Linked DNA regions of Gossypium hirsutum: all the other regions are linked to region 3. A link is a contact called in public Hi-C data. All regions are on one chromosome and are shown on one strand. The core of a region is the stretch at or near the end of the contact, and the rest is flanking DNA. Distances in the headings are between cores, read along the strand shown.

The links. Hi-C and Micro-C count contacts between places; a contact is called where the count stands out from the background.
Region 1: a Hi-C map of leaf shows a contact between it and region 3, with 2.9 times the contacts expected there. The contact joins the promoter of LOC107951965 here to the promoter of LOC107952216 in region 3. A contact is called at or near these places in 5 of 34 Hi-C or Micro-C datasets (callus, hypocotyl and leaf).
Region 2: a Hi-C map of leaf shows a contact between it and region 3, with 2.9 times the contacts expected there. The contact joins the promoter of LOC107951968 here to the promoter of LOC107952216 in region 3. A contact is called at or near these places in 14 of 34 Hi-C or Micro-C datasets (anther, callus, fibers and 4 more).

What each region holds. Positions count from the first base shown.
Region 1 is chrA02:49,081,591-49,084,928 of Gossypium_hirsutum_v2.1, forward strand. LOC107951965 (calcium-dependent protein kinase 3) reads left to right here and starts at 1,259. Exons shown (of 9, transcript XM_016887162.2): 1 at 1,259-1,760; 2 at 1,850-2,136; 3 at 2,432-2,575; 4 at 2,778-2,930; 5 at 3,140-3,255. The coding sequence starts at 1,381.
Region 2 is chrA02:49,018,570-49,021,856 of Gossypium_hirsutum_v2.1, forward strand. LOC107951968 reads left to right here and starts at 1,794. Exons shown (of 4, transcript XM_041084758.1): 1 at 1,794-1,948; 2 at 3,124-3,202.
Region 3 is chrA02:48,477,276-48,480,589 of Gossypium_hirsutum_v2.1, forward strand. It overlaps LOC107952216, which reads right to left and starts at 1,333. Exons shown (of 2, transcript XM_016887490.1): 1 at 1,261-1,333; 2 at 595-1,166. The coding sequence starts at 1,333. The coding sequence ends at 595. It overlaps LOC107951162 (a long non-coding RNA gene), which reads left to right and starts at 1,508. Exons shown (of 2, transcript XR_001698343.2): 1 at 1,508-2,589; 2 at 2,720-3,314.

The sequences.
Region 1 (3,338 bases), core at 9-2,508, 600 kb after region 3:
AAACATGAATAGACTATTGGATTCAAAGAAAAAGAAATGACCAATAATTGGTAAATGCAAATTTCAAAGCATTAGGTGACATAACATGGTACTGATTCAGATTTCAATTTCCAGCCCCAAAAATTCATTCCAAGTTAAAATCTCGATAACAGCAAATAAAATAGGTCCATAATACAAAAATCCAAATAGATATTCAAAAGAAGAATGAACTCGGCATTACACATTTGAAGTTCAATGGCAAACAATATAAATGAAGGTAAATAAGTAGGGGCTTGATTGTATTGCTGCATGAAACTTAGTTCATATCAATGAGGATCTCACCTCTTCTTGGCAGCCTCTCCATCCTTCTTCTGCAATGTGGGCAAAGTCACAAATAATATAAAAAATAAAGTCAAGAAAAAATAGTTGAAAAAATAAACACCCTAATTACCTTCTTTACACCTCTAACTTTCCTAGCCCTGTTTTTCCTTTCCTTCATCTGATTTCTAGACTTTTCAACCTTGGTATCAAGTCCATTCTATCATTGGAAGATAAGAACTTAAGAATCAATACATAAACTATGTATGTGCATTAGCATATGCACTCAACTTGTGCGGCAGAGAGCGTTGGCTATGAAGGCATAGGTGCCGTGGAGGTGTAGTCTTCTTTGAGTTCTCAGATTTTGACCCTTAGGAATCGTTGGTACAAAAGCTCCTTCCATTTTCTCATTTTCTTCTCCTCTTCTTCTTTTTCTCCATTTCTTCTCTTATTCCTCTTTTTTTCTCTTCTTCTTCTACTATCCAGGGCTCTTAAATGGGTTTAGGGTTAAAAAGGACTATTTAAATGAAATGCAATGTTACTTTTTTGTTACCTCTATAACGGAAAATGATTAAAAGGACTATTTTGTTATTTTTTCAAAGTTGAATGATTCAAATGAAACCTATGTGACTATTTTGTTAGCTACCCAAAGTTAAGTGACTGTTGGTGTAATTTACCCAAAGTAATTTTAAAATTGAAGATACAAATTAAGCTCCTTTACTGATAGAATAAAAGATTATAAGCTAAGAAACTATATAGGATTGCCTTGAATTATTACATTAAATCTATATCATCAAACTATATAAAAATAAATAAATAATAAAACCCTAAATGAACGTCATGTAATAAATGTGGGAGAAACTGTAAACCATAATAAAATCCTAAATCGATCATCAAAATGTAATTTAAGTTATTCATAAGTGATTATTTTTGCAATTTCTCCTAAAAAGATTGCACAGTTTCAGTTTCGGATAAACAAATGAAACACGTCCCGTCCCTTCTGTCTTCCGTTTAACAGCTCCCTTGACTCCCATTCGACCTAGAAAACGGAACGGAGTTTCCCGTTATTTATTCTTTTAAACTATGGGTAACTGCAATGGTCTTCCGTCCACCGGTAACCAGTTCCAACCACTATCCGACTCCGGCGTTGGTCTCCTCGATGGTGGCATCAACGTCCAACCTGCCCCACCACCGCCAAGACCTCAACAATCTTCAACCCACCACCATCCTTCACCTGCCGTCGGTCGTGTCCTCGGCCGTCCCATGGAAGACGTCCGTTCAACTTACGTCTTCAGCGGAGAGCTCGGCCGTGGGCAGTTTGGTATTACCTACTTGGTAACTCACAAAAAAACCAAGCAGCAGTTCGCTTGTAAATCTATCCCCAAGCGTAAGCTTATCAACCTTGAAGATATCGAAGATGTCCGCCGTGAAGTACAAATTATGTACCACCTCACCGGCCACAGGTTTCTTCCCCTAATAAAAAACTTTATAGCTTTTCATTTTTTATTTTGTAACTTAAAAAAAAAAGGTCTTAGTAAATGGGTTTTGAAAGGAATATTGTGGAGCTGAAAGGGGCCTATGAGGATCACCAATCAGTGAATTTGATTATGGAACTGTGTGCTGGAGGGGAGTTATTTAATCGGATTATAGCTAAAGGTCATTTTTCAGAGAGGAAAGCAGCTAACTTGTGTAGGCAGATAGTGATGATGCTGCATAATTGTCATTCCATGGGGGTAATGCATAGGGATTTGAAGCCTGAGAATTTCTTATTCTTGAATAAGGATGAGGATTCTCCGTTGAAAGCTACTGATTTCGGGCTCTCTGTGTTTTTTAAGCCAGGTGAGCTATTTTGTGGTCTCTCGATTGAGTAAGGGTGCATAAGGACTAGAGACTTATTGTGCTGGACAGTAATTATAGCTATAGTCAATCATTATGTATTGTGGAATACTGAAATGATGGAAACTTCATATCGAAGATCTTTATTGATCGATGTTTCTAGGCACAAAATGCTACTACTTAAAGTATATGTTGAATTCTCATGTTTTAGCCACAGTTCATCTAACAGGAGTAAGGTAGTTCCTCACCTTATTATCGAATGATGGGTATCAACTAGAAAGCTTCTCTACTGATGCAGGAGATGTTTTTAAGGACCTTGTTGGAAGTGCTTATTATGTTGCTCCAGAAGTATTGCGCCGGCACTATGGACCTGAAGCTGATATTTGGAGTGCTGGGGTGATTCTTTACGTTCTTCTTAGTGGGGTACCACCATTCTATGGAGGTACTTAATTATAAAATCTTCATTTTAATGTACTACAGCTACATTCCTTTTATAGGTGTTGGGAACTTTGTAGTTTTAAATTTCGATGATATGCAGTTGACTGTATATATAATATATTAATTAAGAGCTGATTGTTAATGAGCTCTGCTCGGTGGTGGATGAGTGAGACATCTGACAATGCCGCTTTTGATTTTGTATGCAGAAACTGAGCAGAGTATCTTTGATTCTATTCTTAGGGGAAATATTGATTTCTCGTCTGATCCATGGCCTTCCATTTCCAGCAGTGCCAAAGATCTCGTGAGGAAGATGCTACGGGATGATCCTAAAGAACGACTTTCAGCATCTGAAGTCTTAAGTAAGTTTTTCCTTTTCTGTCATTTTTTTAATTGAATTTCAAGGCCCTATGAACTCATTATGGTTTCTTGCAAGTTAAAAGCCTCGGACTTGAAAGTTGAATACTATCAAGTTGCCTGCCAAATTCATATTTTGAATCTTAGTTTTCCTTCAAGTTTCTTGGTAGTCCTTTAAAAGAGAATGAAGCTTCATTTACAAATTGCACCACAGATCATCAATGGATGCGTGAAGACGGTGATGCATCTGATAAGCCTCTTGATATTGCTGTTTTAACTAGAATGAAGCAATTCAGCGCAATGAACAAACTCAAAAAGGTTGCTCTAAAGGTAAAGTGCTCTTTTCGTCACCATTTTGAAATATTAGTCTTTCGAGCTCCAAAACTTCATAAATGTGAAAAAGAGGGAAATTG
Region 2 (3,287 bases), core at 544-3,043, 540 kb after region 3:
TTTATTGGTCTATCATAGAGTATTATGTTTTATTGTATTAATAGATTTTGAATAATATTCTTCAAACCATTCAAAGAATTTTCTATGAATTTTATGGATATTCATGAATTCATAATATTCCCGAAGAATGCTTTCTTTTTTATCATTATAATTTTTAAAGTAATCGTCTCTTTTTTGTTTATTTTTATTGGAATAGAAGTATTTTCTACACCATTCCTTATTGAACAAATATTTCTAAATTTTCTCCTTGTCTTGCATTATTAGTCATTGATGAGTATGTTGGTGACATATTAAGTGAATTTTGGGGACTTTCTTCCTGTCTGGCATAAATAGGTTGAGCTATATTTGAGGAATTATCTATTCCTTGTAAATTGGTTCTAAATGTTGTTGGGATAGAAGAGACAGAGGCTCTAGCTATCCTAAAATCTGCCATTTGTGTTTTTGGATTTGATTCTTCTTCTAAATTTAACCTCTTAAAAGCTGTGCTAGTACTTCCTATTTCAAAGGAATGACTTGGAGGCATTCTCTGTGGCCTGTTGAACATCAATTCAACTGTGTCATCTTGGTGTTAGGAAATTTCACTTAGTGAAGTGTTTCTAATTGGAGTTGATGCCACAGGGTCAGTAGCACCTTTAAGTTTCCACCTATCAGGAAGGTTGATTTCATGCCATTGTATTGTTAATGAGATTGTGGTATGAGATATAGAGGTATATGTTTCTATTGAAAGGGTTTCTCCTTTTGAGCTTTGAAGTAAAGCCTTGATATTGACTATAGAATACATAGCATTAAAATGTATTGGTCAAAGCTAGTACTTCAATCTAGGAAGCATTTTGTAATTATGAGTATGAATTTGAATGGTCAAAGATTGTAAAATATTTTTATCAGTTAAAGAAACCATAAAATTTGAGTAACAATTAAAATGTATTGGGCCAATACATAGGCTTATTTCTATAGTTCCTAATAATGAGTCATTAAACATAATGTGTCTTTGGTCTCTTAAAGACAATTAAAATTGAGGTATTTTTGGTGGCTTCAACATTAAGAGGTTTGACACCAACTTGGACTAATCCAAAATAGACATATTTATATTTTTGTTCTTTGAGTTTATTAATGATGATTGCATCTAATAATTTGATTGTTTCATATTATTTTTAATAGGTAAACTCCTTTCTTTTATTTTTATAACGTAACTATAAAAAATATTTAAATTTTTAGAAGTTGTTTTCTTATAAACTTGGTTTGTTGGAACTCTTGGGAGAGTCCAATTATCAAATATTTGAGGAACATTTTCATAATGTTTTTCTTGTTCATTAACAGTGTTATTTGAGGTTTGGTCAAATTATTAAAATCTATTGGAAGCAAAACTTACAGAAAAATTGGTTCTTCTAAGGAAGGGAAACATTCTTTATTTTCTTATTTCCTACAAGGGAGTTCTACTATCAGTATTTCTGGATTACTATAATTACCTACAGTGCTACTTTGTTCTTAGCACGTCTAATCCATAACTAATTGAACTGTGTATCAATACTCAATAAAAATAATAATACATTAATAAAAATAATTAAATCATAACTCAAAAATATTAAAAACAAATTAAATATTTTTAAAAATTACAAATACCTACCCTCATTTATTCACATGAAAAAATTTTAAAACACCGAAACATATTGTGGACTGCCTTAGAGGTGAGTAGAATATAAAATATAGATTAATATCTGAACATTTTAAAACCCTAAAAGTAGCACGTGAAGCTATACATGACACGTGCCAACAACATATGAAATTCTACCATTTCACGTCCTTTTTAGCCACTCTTGTGTGTCACTCGCTTGGTATTTTCGCCGTTCATTTCCATCTCTCTCTCTGTTGCCGCGCGCCAAAGCCCTAGAAATCCCCCCCATTCGTACACGCCCTTTTCTCTGATCAAATCCTTCAATCCAATTTCAAGGTAATTCTTTCCTCTCTTTTTTTTTTCTTAAAAAAAAGAAACTTGTTATTCCTTTCAACAACTCCTTTTTTTTTCCCCTTTACAAATGCTTAATATTCTTAAAATCCCGTCCAGTTGCAGACTAGCTGAGTCTTCCTTTCCTGACTTATACACCCACACACACATACACACATATGCATGTTAGTATCTGGGTCTGTTTGGTTGCCAAGAAACTCAAACCCGTAATGAAAATTCAGTTAGAAAAAGTTAGTTCCTTTTTTATTTTATGTTTTGATCCAAGAGACGTGAATTCTTAGAAAACCTCAATTGAGCTGAATCCAATACGTTTAGTTTAATTTTTTGAAAAAAAATTGGGAATCATCGAGGAAGAAATCGGTGTTATTATTAATTATCATTCCTTTCATATACTTTTCTCAGGGAAATCCGTTTAGTTTTAAATTATTTGCGATAAAAATGACTTACTTCTTTTTTCTCTTAAGATGAAAACATTTCTTTTTGGTGATTAATTTTATCACCAGGAATCTAGCCTCAACTGTTTCATAGATCTTGACTCAAATTGTTGTTCTTGATATTCTTTTTTTTTTTTTTAGTGATTGCTTCAGTTATGATTTGTTACTGATATATACTTTTTGTAGGATTTGTGGATAAATATTGGAACTCATGTAGTTATCTTTTCATAATTTAAGTCCATTTTTAATTTTTTTTGCTAAATTATATAAATAAATATATTTTTCATGTTGAGTTGGTATTGAAAAACTACTTAGCTTGAAGGAGTTTAAGTAGATCAAATATGGTATTAAAGACAGTGATCATCTTTCATCATGTGGGGCCTTCTTACCATGTCAATAATGAAACTTTTACTACTGTTATGTTATATGATTTCAATGTTATGTTTGATTCATTAGCTTGGCTTCTAACCCCCATTATTGATGCTGTATTTGGCTGCTTATAAAGGAGAGAAAAAAGAAAGGATCTAATTGTTTTTTTAATATTTTGCATTCCTTGAAATGTCCTAAAAAGAAGAACAATTCATGTCTATAGCCAGCTTTAAATTTGTTCTTCAGTTCTCCTGCATTTAAATATATTATTTCAATGAAAATCTATCACCTTCCTGCACAAACTAACTTGTGTTTAGCTCCCCTCCTGATGCTTTGGGTTGATCCTACCTCTGACAGGACTACTGTTTGCTTTGGCTGGCTGATGAAGTTTGTTCTCACTTTGTTCCTGGAGTAATAAGATTATATTTCCATCCTGGTTAGCATATTTATTCACTTTATTAAATACTAACAGTATGTTTTAGACATTAGAGGTCTAACCCCTTTTATAAATGGGCTGAAGT
Region 3 (3,314 bases), core at 83-2,582:
GGTTGCTCCCCATAAAGATTTTTGTAATAGTTCACTGCTTCTTGTTTCAAAACATCTTCATCCATAATCCATTCCCCTTCTTGATTCTTCAGAGCCACAATCTGATTATGCTTTCTTCTTTGCAGAGTTCGCCTATGAAAGAACTTTGTGTTACGATCACCAAAAACTAACCAGTCACACCTAGCCTTCTTCTGCTAAAGGAGCTCCTCATGATGTAAAACAAACTCTAGCTCTTCTCAGATTTCTAGCTCAACCTGATTCAAAAAAATTGAGCTCCTACGATCAATCTCCTTTTGAACATTAGCCAGCTTTTTCTTCAAAAGATACTTCCGATGCATAATGTAACCATAAACCTCCTTATTCCATAATTTCACTCGATCAGTGAAAGTTGCATGAGTTAGTGACATATCTCCCATAAACTTCCAATTCTCCTTAGCAAAAGCAGAAAATCCCGGATGCTCCACCCAACCAGCTAAAAACCGAAAAGGTCTAGTAGATGAAGACTGATCAACAAGCATAATAGATATTTTAGAGGTCTATGGTCTAATTTAAGCTTTTGGAGATAATAACTTTGGACGAAGGAAACTTTAGACTCTAAGCTTTATTACAAATAGCTCTGTCGAGTCTCTCAAAAACACCCCCTCTATTCCAAGTAAAATTAGGCCCATTAAAACCCAGATCTTGCAAACCCATGGAATCCATGAATTCACTAAAGAGACCACATATTTTCCCGATAACTCGACCACCTCTTTTTTCGCACAAAGCTAGAATAGCGTTGAAATCACCAATCGCTAACCATGGAGACCCATCCACTAGCACAATATGTTTAGGAACCTCCCATAACTGCTTCCTTTTTTGACCATTAGGACTACCGTATACGAAAGTAACTAAAATTGGTCGCCAAAAAACCATCCCAAAAATTCGAAGAAGAATAAATTGGGGATGATTCCCCAAAATATCAACAGTAATAGAGTCCTTCCAACCAATCCAAATACCACCTGAGAAACCCACAGCCTCCATGCGATGTGAACACTCAAAGTCGAGCTTAGAAATTATAGAATCAGCTTTAGGTCCACTCACCCTTGTTTCTAAAAGTCCAACCAAATCAGGCTTATGCTCTCTATTATACTCCCAAAAGATACTAGGGAATTTCAAGTTGGCACAACCTTGACAATTCCAACAAAAAATAGTAAAATTCATAGATGACTAAAGAAAAAACAAAATTACCGCCAAATTATGCAGAGGTGGAATCAGGACCACCTGTCTGTCCTGTAGTGCTCCCTCCAATACCATCCGGTCTAGGCGCTCCTTGCGAATTTACAAGATTAACCATGGAACTTATAGCATCTGATAATGGGATTCGGGAAATTCCAGCATTTTTTAATCTACCACCCTTGTCTTTAAAAGAACGATTAAAAGAAGCTCCCCCACGATTGTTACCATTTATTCTCTAAACCTCGTCCTCTGGATACAGAAAAAGATTTATTAGAACCAATTAAAATATTTTTCTTGATACTTTTAGGCATTTTAGGCCGAATGATGCTTAGGATCTAAAAAATTAGTATCTAAATTCACCACCAATTCATTAGATCCTTCGAACGTAGGATTATTAAGAACCAAGTTGCCCTTCCTAAACTCTGAAAGACCCGAATGCTCCTTTCCCATTTCCTACTCAAATAAAACGTTAGAAGAAGTGTTAACTGCAAATTGATTTTTTAAGACATTATCATGCCCATTAGAAAATGAATTATCAAAACCATTCAAAAAAGGCCCATTAAAAATTAAAATATCATTCGGCCTAGCCTAATCCCCACTTGGCCCACCGCTCAAACCATTTGAAAGCCTACCAGCTTGCACCTTTTTCATTTTTAGATTACCAGAACCTGTAGACGGTACAAGAGAAATAGAATTAGTAAAATTACAACATTGATCCTTGTCTTTTTGCAAAAAATTTCCAGATCCCATAGGCCTTTTCCCCATTGATTTGGACCCGATTTTCCCCCTGCTCAGGTCTGCTCTAGCATTGTCCAGGCCACTCACCCCTGAGCCCAAAACAGGCCTAACCACATCCACGGAGCCCGCATCAGCCCATGGTCCATTTCCTCTAAATCCCCCGAAACCCTTTTGACTAAAGCTCTATTCTCTTTAGAATTACCTTCTAGAATAACTTGCATCTTTCCTTTTCCACTCACAAAACTCCCAACGAATGCATTAAGACCACCGCCTAAATTATTTCCCTCAACTAAAGGCGTGAATCTAGATCCCAACGGATCTTTGCCTAAAATATCATCCCCTTTTACCCTAGAGTTACGTGATCTCCTCTGTGATCTTTTCTCAACTAACATCCATCGTCCGAAATCATTGTTCTTTCCATCTTCACCACCCCCGACCTTACACCAGAAGCCATCTCCGGCGAGGCTTTCATTCCTTCCAAAAAAGTCTCCGACCTCTCCAAAACCGCACCAACACCTGTCGCTGAACATAACTCTTTAACGTGCCCATATCGTCCACAGTTGAAACAAACTGTCGGTAGAGATTCATACTCTACCCGTTGGATGTCCCCGTCGACCAAATCCTTAAAGATAAGAGGTTGATCAAGATTGACAAACACAGCCAATCGGGCAAACCTTCCTTGAGTACTTTTGTCAGTTTAAAAATCTAATTTGACTACTTTACCAATTAAACCCCTAATTTCTTCGATGATTTGCCTCTTGTAAAGGTAGCCCGGAAGCCCTAGCAGACGGATCCAAGCCAACACCACACTGGGGTAAGGTTGTGTTGGATTAAACGACCTCGTCCAAGGCTGCACAATGAGGTATTGCTCGAAAAATATCCACGAACCTTGAGTTAAAACTTTATTATAATCTTCCATGTCCTGAAACTTAACAAAAAAATAACCATTCGTGATATCCATTAGATGAAAGGATTTTGTAGTGTTTCCAGAGGTTGAGTATGCAATTATAAAGCACGTTATAGCCAATGTTTCGCCCGAGTAATTTAAGAACAATCGTTGATTCCATCTCCTTGGAGAGAATATCTTTGATGCGCTCCGAAAAAGTGATGGCCGGAATCCCGTTAACCATTGAGGTATTCATGTCACCATCCAGAATTTCTAAACCACCATCGTCCCTTCCAAGATTCCTTGCTAGATTTCTATCGGGGGAAGCCACCCCTCCTCCCAAAAGTTTCTCTTTGAATGACATCATCGGCTATTGCTCAGAATCCACCACCATACAAGTTTCTTCAGTACCTTCGACATCTTTGAAACGTACTTTTTTGGTATTCCGATCACCATCGTCATAAGGATTACTCAT